Linked DNA regions of Mus musculus: region 1 is linked to region 2. The links are chromatin contacts, called in public promoter capture Hi-C maps. All regions are on one chromosome and are shown on one strand. Each heading gives the region's core, a stretch centred on a gene start, on an enhancer-like site or on the middle of the called end of the contact. The rest is flanking DNA. Distances are from core to core; before and after follow the strand shown. Region 1 has its middle 9.8 kb from the start of H6pd. Region 2 overlaps Kif1b (kinesin family member 1B).

What was found. Promoter capture Hi-C pulls out the DNA fragments that hold promoters and counts their contacts.
Region 1: a promoter capture Hi-C map of liver shows a contact between it and region 2, with 9 times the contacts expected there. The contact joins two enhancer-like sites. A contact is called at or near these places in 2 of 39 promoter capture datasets (liver and pre-B cells).

Annotation. Positions count from the first base shown.
Region 1 is chr4:150,011,204-150,014,956 of GRCm38.p6, reverse strand. No RefSeq gene overlaps it. Among named protein-coding and RNA genes, the nearest start is that of H6pd, 9.8 kb to the right of the region's middle. Within about 2 kb of position 1,591, at least 54 of the 459 cell types and tissues checked have an H3K27ac peak or open chromatin away from gene starts, as enhancers often do. A contact at or near this core is called in liver, where this site is marked.
Region 2 is chr4:149,302,538-149,305,886 of GRCm38.p6, reverse strand. All of the region lies in intron 1 of Kif1b (kinesin family member 1B), which reads left to right. Among named protein-coding and RNA genes, the nearest start is that of Kif1b, 3.5 kb to the left of the region's middle. Within about 2 kb of position 1,281, at least 15 of the 459 cell types and tissues checked have an H3K27ac peak or open chromatin away from gene starts, as enhancers often do. A contact at or near this core is called in liver, where this site is marked.

The DNA of each region.
Region 1 (3,753 bases), core at 342-2,841, 710 kb before region 2:
TGGCAGGACTGTGGTGTGGCTCAGTGGTGTGGATCTGTGGTAGAGCACTTGCCTTGTGTACATAAGGACCTGGACTTCAGCCTCAGTACCACACAAAGAAAAAAAAATCTTTATGACATTGGGTTGGGCTAAGTAAAGCCTTCTTAGCTAGGACACTAAGAACAAAGACAGCAAAAGTAAAAATAGATAAACCGGACATCATCAGAATGAAAAACTTTTATGTCTTAAAGGACACCATCAGGAAGGTGAAGAGATCGCTAATAAAATGAAGAACATTTGCAATCAGCTCTGGGGAGTTGGGGGTGGGGAGGTAGCTCAGGTGGAATAGTGCTAGTCTAGCACACACAGGCTCTGACGTCAATCTTCCTCCAGTTTGCATGAACCAGGCCTGATGGTGCACACCTATATCCTAGTATCCCAGGAGGCAGGAGGAGGAGACATTCAAGGTCATCCTCAGCTACATAGTGAAATTGGGGCCAGCCTGGCCTACTTGAGGCCCTGTGTGCTGGTGGTAGTAGTAGTAGTAGTAGTAGTAGTAGTAGTAGTAGTAGTAGTTTTTGTTGTTGTTGTTGTTGTTGTTTTCGCTGCTATTGTTACTATTGTTGTTGCTGTTTTTGCTGTTGATGTTATTATTGTTGTTGATGTTTATGTTATTATTGTTGTTGTTGTTGTTGATGTTGTTGATGTTATTATTGTTTTTGATGTTGTTGATGGTGTTCTTTTGTCAACTTGCTACAAGCTAGAGTCATTTGGAAAGAGGGAACCTCAATTGTAAAAAAATGCTTCTATCAGGCTGGCCTGCAGGCAAGTTTGTGGGTCATTTTCTTGATTAATGATCCTTATGGGAGGGTCCAGCTCATTGCAGTTGGTACCATCTCTGGGCAGGTCCTGGGATGTATAAAAAAGCAGCTGAACAAGCCATGGGGAGCGGGCCAGTGAGACTTTTTCCTTCCTGGTTTCGGATTCAGTTCCTGCTTCCAGAACTTCCCTGAGTCATGGCATGTAAAATGTAAGCTGAAATAAACTTTTTCCTCCCAAAGCTGCTTTGGGTCTTTAGCGTAGCAGTGGAAAGTGAACCAAGACGTCCCATGTCAAAACAAATGAACAAAAAGAGCAAGCAACTTAACGTGGGAAGGAATTTGTATTTGTATTTAGAATACATGGGGAACTCAGGCTAGAGAGATGGCTCAGCTGTTCAGGACTGCGCTTCCAGAGGACCCGAGTTCCTCTCCTGGCATCTACACCAGCTGACTCACAACAACCTAGAACTCTAGAACTCTAGCTCTGGGGATGCAAAGACTCTGGCTTCACCTCACATACACCCCGCCCCACGAAACACATACACACAGCTACACACAAGACCTAGTGGGAAAACGAGTGAAGAACTTAACTAGACATTTCTCCGGAAGAGAGAGAGAATAAATATGCACAGGAATGGTCATCAGCACTGGTCTGCCAAGCAGGAAAATGCCAAGCAGAATGACAGGCAGCTCTGCCTTGGCAGCCTCTGGAACGGCTACAACCGAAAGTCCCACAATCACAGGGTTGGCACAGTGCAGGGTTCAGGGAGAAGTGTACACCATTTTGGAAAACAGTGGAGTAGGTCAAAGGTCAAACACAGAGCTGCCCTGTGACCCTGCTGTTCTGCTATGAGCGTACACCCATGAAAAACAAAAGCTTGTGTCCACATTAAAACTTGTACACATAATTGCATCATTTTCAAGAGCCAGAAAAGCAAAAATAGTCAACATTCTCAAGGTACACCCGTGCAATTAAACGTTATCTACTGGGGACTGGAAAGATGGTTCAGTGGTCAAAGGAACTTGGTGTTCACTCCTGAAGTGGACTGGAGATTGATTTCCAGCACCAACATCGGATTGGCTTTCACATGGGCTGTTAACTCCAGTCCCAGGGAATCTAATACCTTCTTCGGGCCTCTAAGGGCCACCAGGTGTTCATGCGGTACATAGACACCATACAGGCAAAATACCAGTATGCATAAAATTAATTAATTAACTGGTTAAACATGTATTTTGGGCCAGGCATGATGGTGCATAGCTTTAACTCCCATTACTTGAGGAGGCTGAGGCAGGTGGATCTCTATGAATTTAAGACCAGCCTAGTCTACTCAGAGAGTTCCAGATCAAAGAAAAAAAAAAGCTGGAGTCTAAAATGAGAAGTATAATTTGGGATTACACAAGTGTCCCTCTCCAGTCTATACTCTTAAAGCACACACTCTTTCCCTGGCTGAGTCAGAAACTGTACCCAGATAAGAGCAAGAGAAAGTCTCAGTTCCCAACTGCCATCCAAGCCCTGAAGACAAGGAGCCCCAGGCCAAGGAACTTCCAAACTGAGAACAGTCCTCAGCCAAAGGCAGGAGGGAAACCGGGGAGTTCTCAGATCTCAAGGCACTGAGCTGTACCAGAGCAGAACACTTCTGAAGCAACACCACGGCTTCTCTGCCCAGGACCAAGCAACCCCTGTAGCCCAGCCAGACCAGAGGCAGCGTAAGGGAACAAACAGATCGGTTGTTTAACTGTGGTACTCCATTATGGCAGCAACAGGGAACAGAATAATAAGTCATTTGGAGATTTCTTGTGTGGGGATGAAAATGTCTACCCATGGCTGAAGAGCCATACCACACCTGTTCTCTCCCTCCCTCTTCAGTGAGAAGCAAGAAGCCAGCAAGTAGAGCCGACTTGGGGCATGGTGCCTGAAAATAGAAACTGTAACATGATTTTATTTCTAACTCCATAGACATCTCTGTGAGTCATTCATCTCCCCGGGTTTCACATTCCATGTCTGCAAAGCAGGCTGAGTTAACCCCGACCTGCTCACCCAGTATGCTGTGTGATGATTAGAATACAAAGCCCCCCACCCCCACCCAACACACCCCAATGTGCTTCACAGAGACCCTGGTGTTTTCTTCCTTACCCAGTGCAAGATAAACCAGGCGCAATCTGACCACGAGAACCCCTCCCCTAAGGGACAGTTGTCCCCTCCCCCACAACCCCAACTTCCTCCACGGAGTTTTGAGTAAACAGTTTGGAGTGTGTAGTAGCAGCTAGCACAGAAAGGAGAAACTCCAGGCAGGTAGAGGTACTGGGACTAATCCCAAGCAAGGCCCACACAAACAAGGTTTCCAGGCTGATTTGGAGGAAGCAGTGCTCTCATACCTAGACAATTGGCGCTTAACGCAATTGGATTGTTTGTATGAAGAGTTAAGAAATAGTTCACGGGGCTGGTGAGATGGCTCAGTGGGTAAGAGCACCCGACTGCTCTTCCAAAGGTCCAGAGTTCAAATCCCAGCAACCACATGGTGGTTCACAACCATCTGTAACAAGATCTGACACTCCCTCTTCTGGAGTGTCTGAAGACAGCTACAGTGTACTAACATATAATAAATAAATAAGTCTTTAAAAAAAAAAGAAATAGTTCACATCAAACCAGAAGGCTCAGGGGTAGGACGGGAGGTGACAGAGGAAGAAGAGGGGGTGTTAGAGAGATGGATCAGTGGTACAGTGACTGCTGTGCATCGCTAGCACCTACATAATAAAGCCAGGCACGGTTACATATGGCCTAATATCCAAGCACTGGAGAGAACAGCCAAACCAGCTAGATGGAGCCCACTGTAATGGAGATACTGACTCTAAATAAGGCACAGAGGCTGGAGAGATGGTTCAGGGTGAGGGGAACTTGTTGCTATTTCAAAAAAGCCAGGTTCTGTTCCCAGCACCCACAGAGTGGTTTATA
Region 2 (3,349 bases), core at 32-2,531:
TCTGGAGAGATGGTGTGACTCCTGCCTTCTTTATGCCCTTTAATTTAAACTTCATTTATTATATATATTTGTTTTTGGGAGGGAGTTGGAGCGCTAGCTCGGGTCTTAGACATGTTAGACAAGCTGTCTACTAATGAGCTAGACTCCCACGATCCATGCTCCCTTTTTTAAATGCGTAAGTTCTTTTTTCCCCCTATTTTAATTATCTGTCTACTTAAGAATAACTACAAAAACAAATTCCAATGTTTTTCTATTTCTAAGAAAAATCAGCACACTATTTTTTTTTTTTTTATAATTTTTACCGTTAGGCAATCTCAGTGAACTTTCAACAGACACTAATTTTGTTTTTTTTTTTAATTTGTTTATTTTATGTGTATGAGTGTTTTGCTTGCATGTATATGTATATGCACTGTGTGCTTGTGTGGTGCCCTCCAAGGAGAGATGAGGGTTGGATCCTCTGGACTTGGAGTGACAGGTGATTGTGAGCCACTCTGTGGGTGCTGGGAGCTGAACCAGGGTCCCCCTCAGGAGCAAACAGTGCTCTTAACTGCTAAGCTGTTTCTCAAGACTAAAGTTAGTGGTGTTGGCAGTACATTAATTAATATTAAAAAAATACAGAATGTTTGTTTATGATTCCATATCAAAATAAGGAGTAGCTTTAAGTACATGTAAAGAACTGAGATTAAATATAATTTAAGCTTTTGAAAAAAATTAGTCCTGCTGGGCAGTGGTGGCACACGCCTTTAATCCTAACACTTGGGAGGCAGCGGCAGGCAGATTTCTGAATTTGAGGCCAGCCTGGTCAACAGAGTGAGTTCCAGGATAGCCAGGGCTATACAGAGAAACCCTGTCTCAAACAACAACAACAACAACAACAAATTAGTCCTGATTATAAATCTGAAATGGAGGAAAGATTTCTTGACTCTGCATAGGTCTTTGCTGTTGAATATATTTCTAGAATTTATCCGATTAAATACAGATTTCTTGAGTTTGCATAGGTCTTCACTATTGAATATTTTTCTAGAATTTATCCAATTAAGTACAGTTTCTAAGGCATAGGTCAGACTTTTCCATTTCAAAACCAGATATGAATGCACTTTCTTTTTTTCTACTAAATTAGTGCAGGGAATAAATTATTGCCCAAGAAAAGTCTGTCAACAGTTCCCAAGGCCAAAGCTTTCTAGCCTATTTTTTTTTCTGTTTTGGTCTTGTTCTGTGTACAAAATAAAGGTCAACAATGAACCCTTGCTGCCTTGTTTGTAAACCCCTTCCCAGGCTACTCACTGTAACAAGTCTTTCCCAAGAGTAAGCATATCCCTTCGGTCTTGTAAACTGATGTGATAGAATTCACAGTGCCCTGAAGTTAAAGGTGTATTGTTCCTGTTTCACAGTGTTCTCTTTGGAAGAGGCCTTGTGTGAACAGATAGTGGTAAACGTGTGAACTCCATAAGAGAGTGAATATGTATACTTCTAGAACCTTTATTTTGGTGCAGGGTAGAAGACATTAAACAGATGTGGCTGTGATAAGAAAGCTTGTAGAAGGGGTCTTGGACTGCCCAGAGGTTGTTTTGTTCTGTTTTGTTTTGTTTTTGTGAAGAGCTCAGTGATTGGTTTGTTCTCATAGTGGTTAGAGGTCAATCCAGCCCACAGAGAGACTCAGGTCTTCATCCCAAAATACTGTAAGGCCTACCATTTGTTCTTAGACTCCCTTCGCATTGCAGTTGCATATTCCCTTTACCTCTGATGCACTTAGTGCACTGCTGCTTGTGCTGTGGAAGCGTCTGTGATTTTCTCTTTCTCATGCTGTATAATATTAATGGTCTTATGATTGTTTATGGCTGCATACGAGGTGCAGGTTAAAAGACTAACATCTATGCGTGCGTTGGCAGCACATATACTAAAAGACGAAAACTATTTCTTAGATACAAAACCTTTTTTTGGTTGGCAGGGCTGAGGACTGGACTTGTTAGGCAAGTGCTCTACCCAATCCCCAGCCCCATAAAGCTTTTCCATTTTATTTTACAGTTTAAAATTTTCATGTTTACAACAGAGCTTGACATTGAGTTACATACTTCTGTCATTTTCTCCTTTGGTAACTTGGGCATCTTTTGGCTCAGTTTTCCCTCACATTCAAATTTTATTGTTATCTTTGTGTTGCTAGGCACTGGACCCTGGGCTTTGCATATGCTGAGCTAGGGAATGTGCTCTTGAGCGAGGGCTCTAGCCTCATACAGGTTTTTCACATCATCTCGGCAGATGTCAGTGACTATCTACGTAAACAGTAGCAGCGGCAATAACGAGGAGAAAAGCATTGTGCTCATATTAAGCAGTTTCTATATATCAGGAGGCTCTTCTGTAAGCACATTTATTAACCAAATTCATAGACAGCCATGCCAAGTACATACTGTTATAGCTCTTTCTCATGTGAAGAAACTGAAACCTGCTAAACTTCCCTACCATGACTAGAGCTGGGTTAGTGACCACTGTGCTGAACTTCTTTAAAAACTATCCTTCCCTTAAAATTCCTTCACTTCTCGAGCACTGGCTGGGTTCTTTTCTGGTTACTGTTGTGCCACATCTTCTAACATGTCATTGCCTTCAGATCTCGAATTTGCCTTCTGATCTTAAACCCTGGTAATTTAGAGTTCTCACTTCTGAAGTCTTCTTGCTTGTGCATTCCGTGTTGAGGCCCCAAGGCTCCTCGTCTCTTCGTTTCCCACACTGTGACGTCTGGGTTTGCTGCTCCAGCTCTTTTCTTACGATACCAACCGTTGCTGTTTTAAGTTCCTTACTCTTCTGAAGGCCACTAGACACATGCCAGCCTGAACCAGTCCTGAGATCCGTTTGGTTGTTGTTTTGAGACAGAGTCTCTATGTCGCTCTGGCTGTCCTGAAACTCACTATGTAGACCAGGCTGGCCTCAAACTCACAGAGAGCTGCCTCTGCTTTGCAAGTGCTGGGACTGAAGGTGTACACCACTACCAAACATTTAGTACCAGGATGAGTCAATGCCTTCCCCTTAGGCTGTCTTTAGAGTTTTGTTTTTTCAAACAGGGTCTATGCAGTCCACGCTTCCCCCCTCCTGCCTCAAGCTCCTGAGTGCTGGGCACTAATACCTGACCCACTTTAAAATTTAGCATTAAAAACTATGATTTATTTTTTCCTTTTGCTTTAATTTCTAAACTAAACTATTAGTCCAGGCAAGCTGTATTTTTAGTTATCCCTCTGTACACAAGATTTTTGTTTACTTATATTTCAATAGTCTCATTATATGTGGAGCTTATAGTACTTTGCTCAAATACTTTCCAAAGGCAGTAAGTATTACAAAGTATAAACAAAAATTTCTTGTA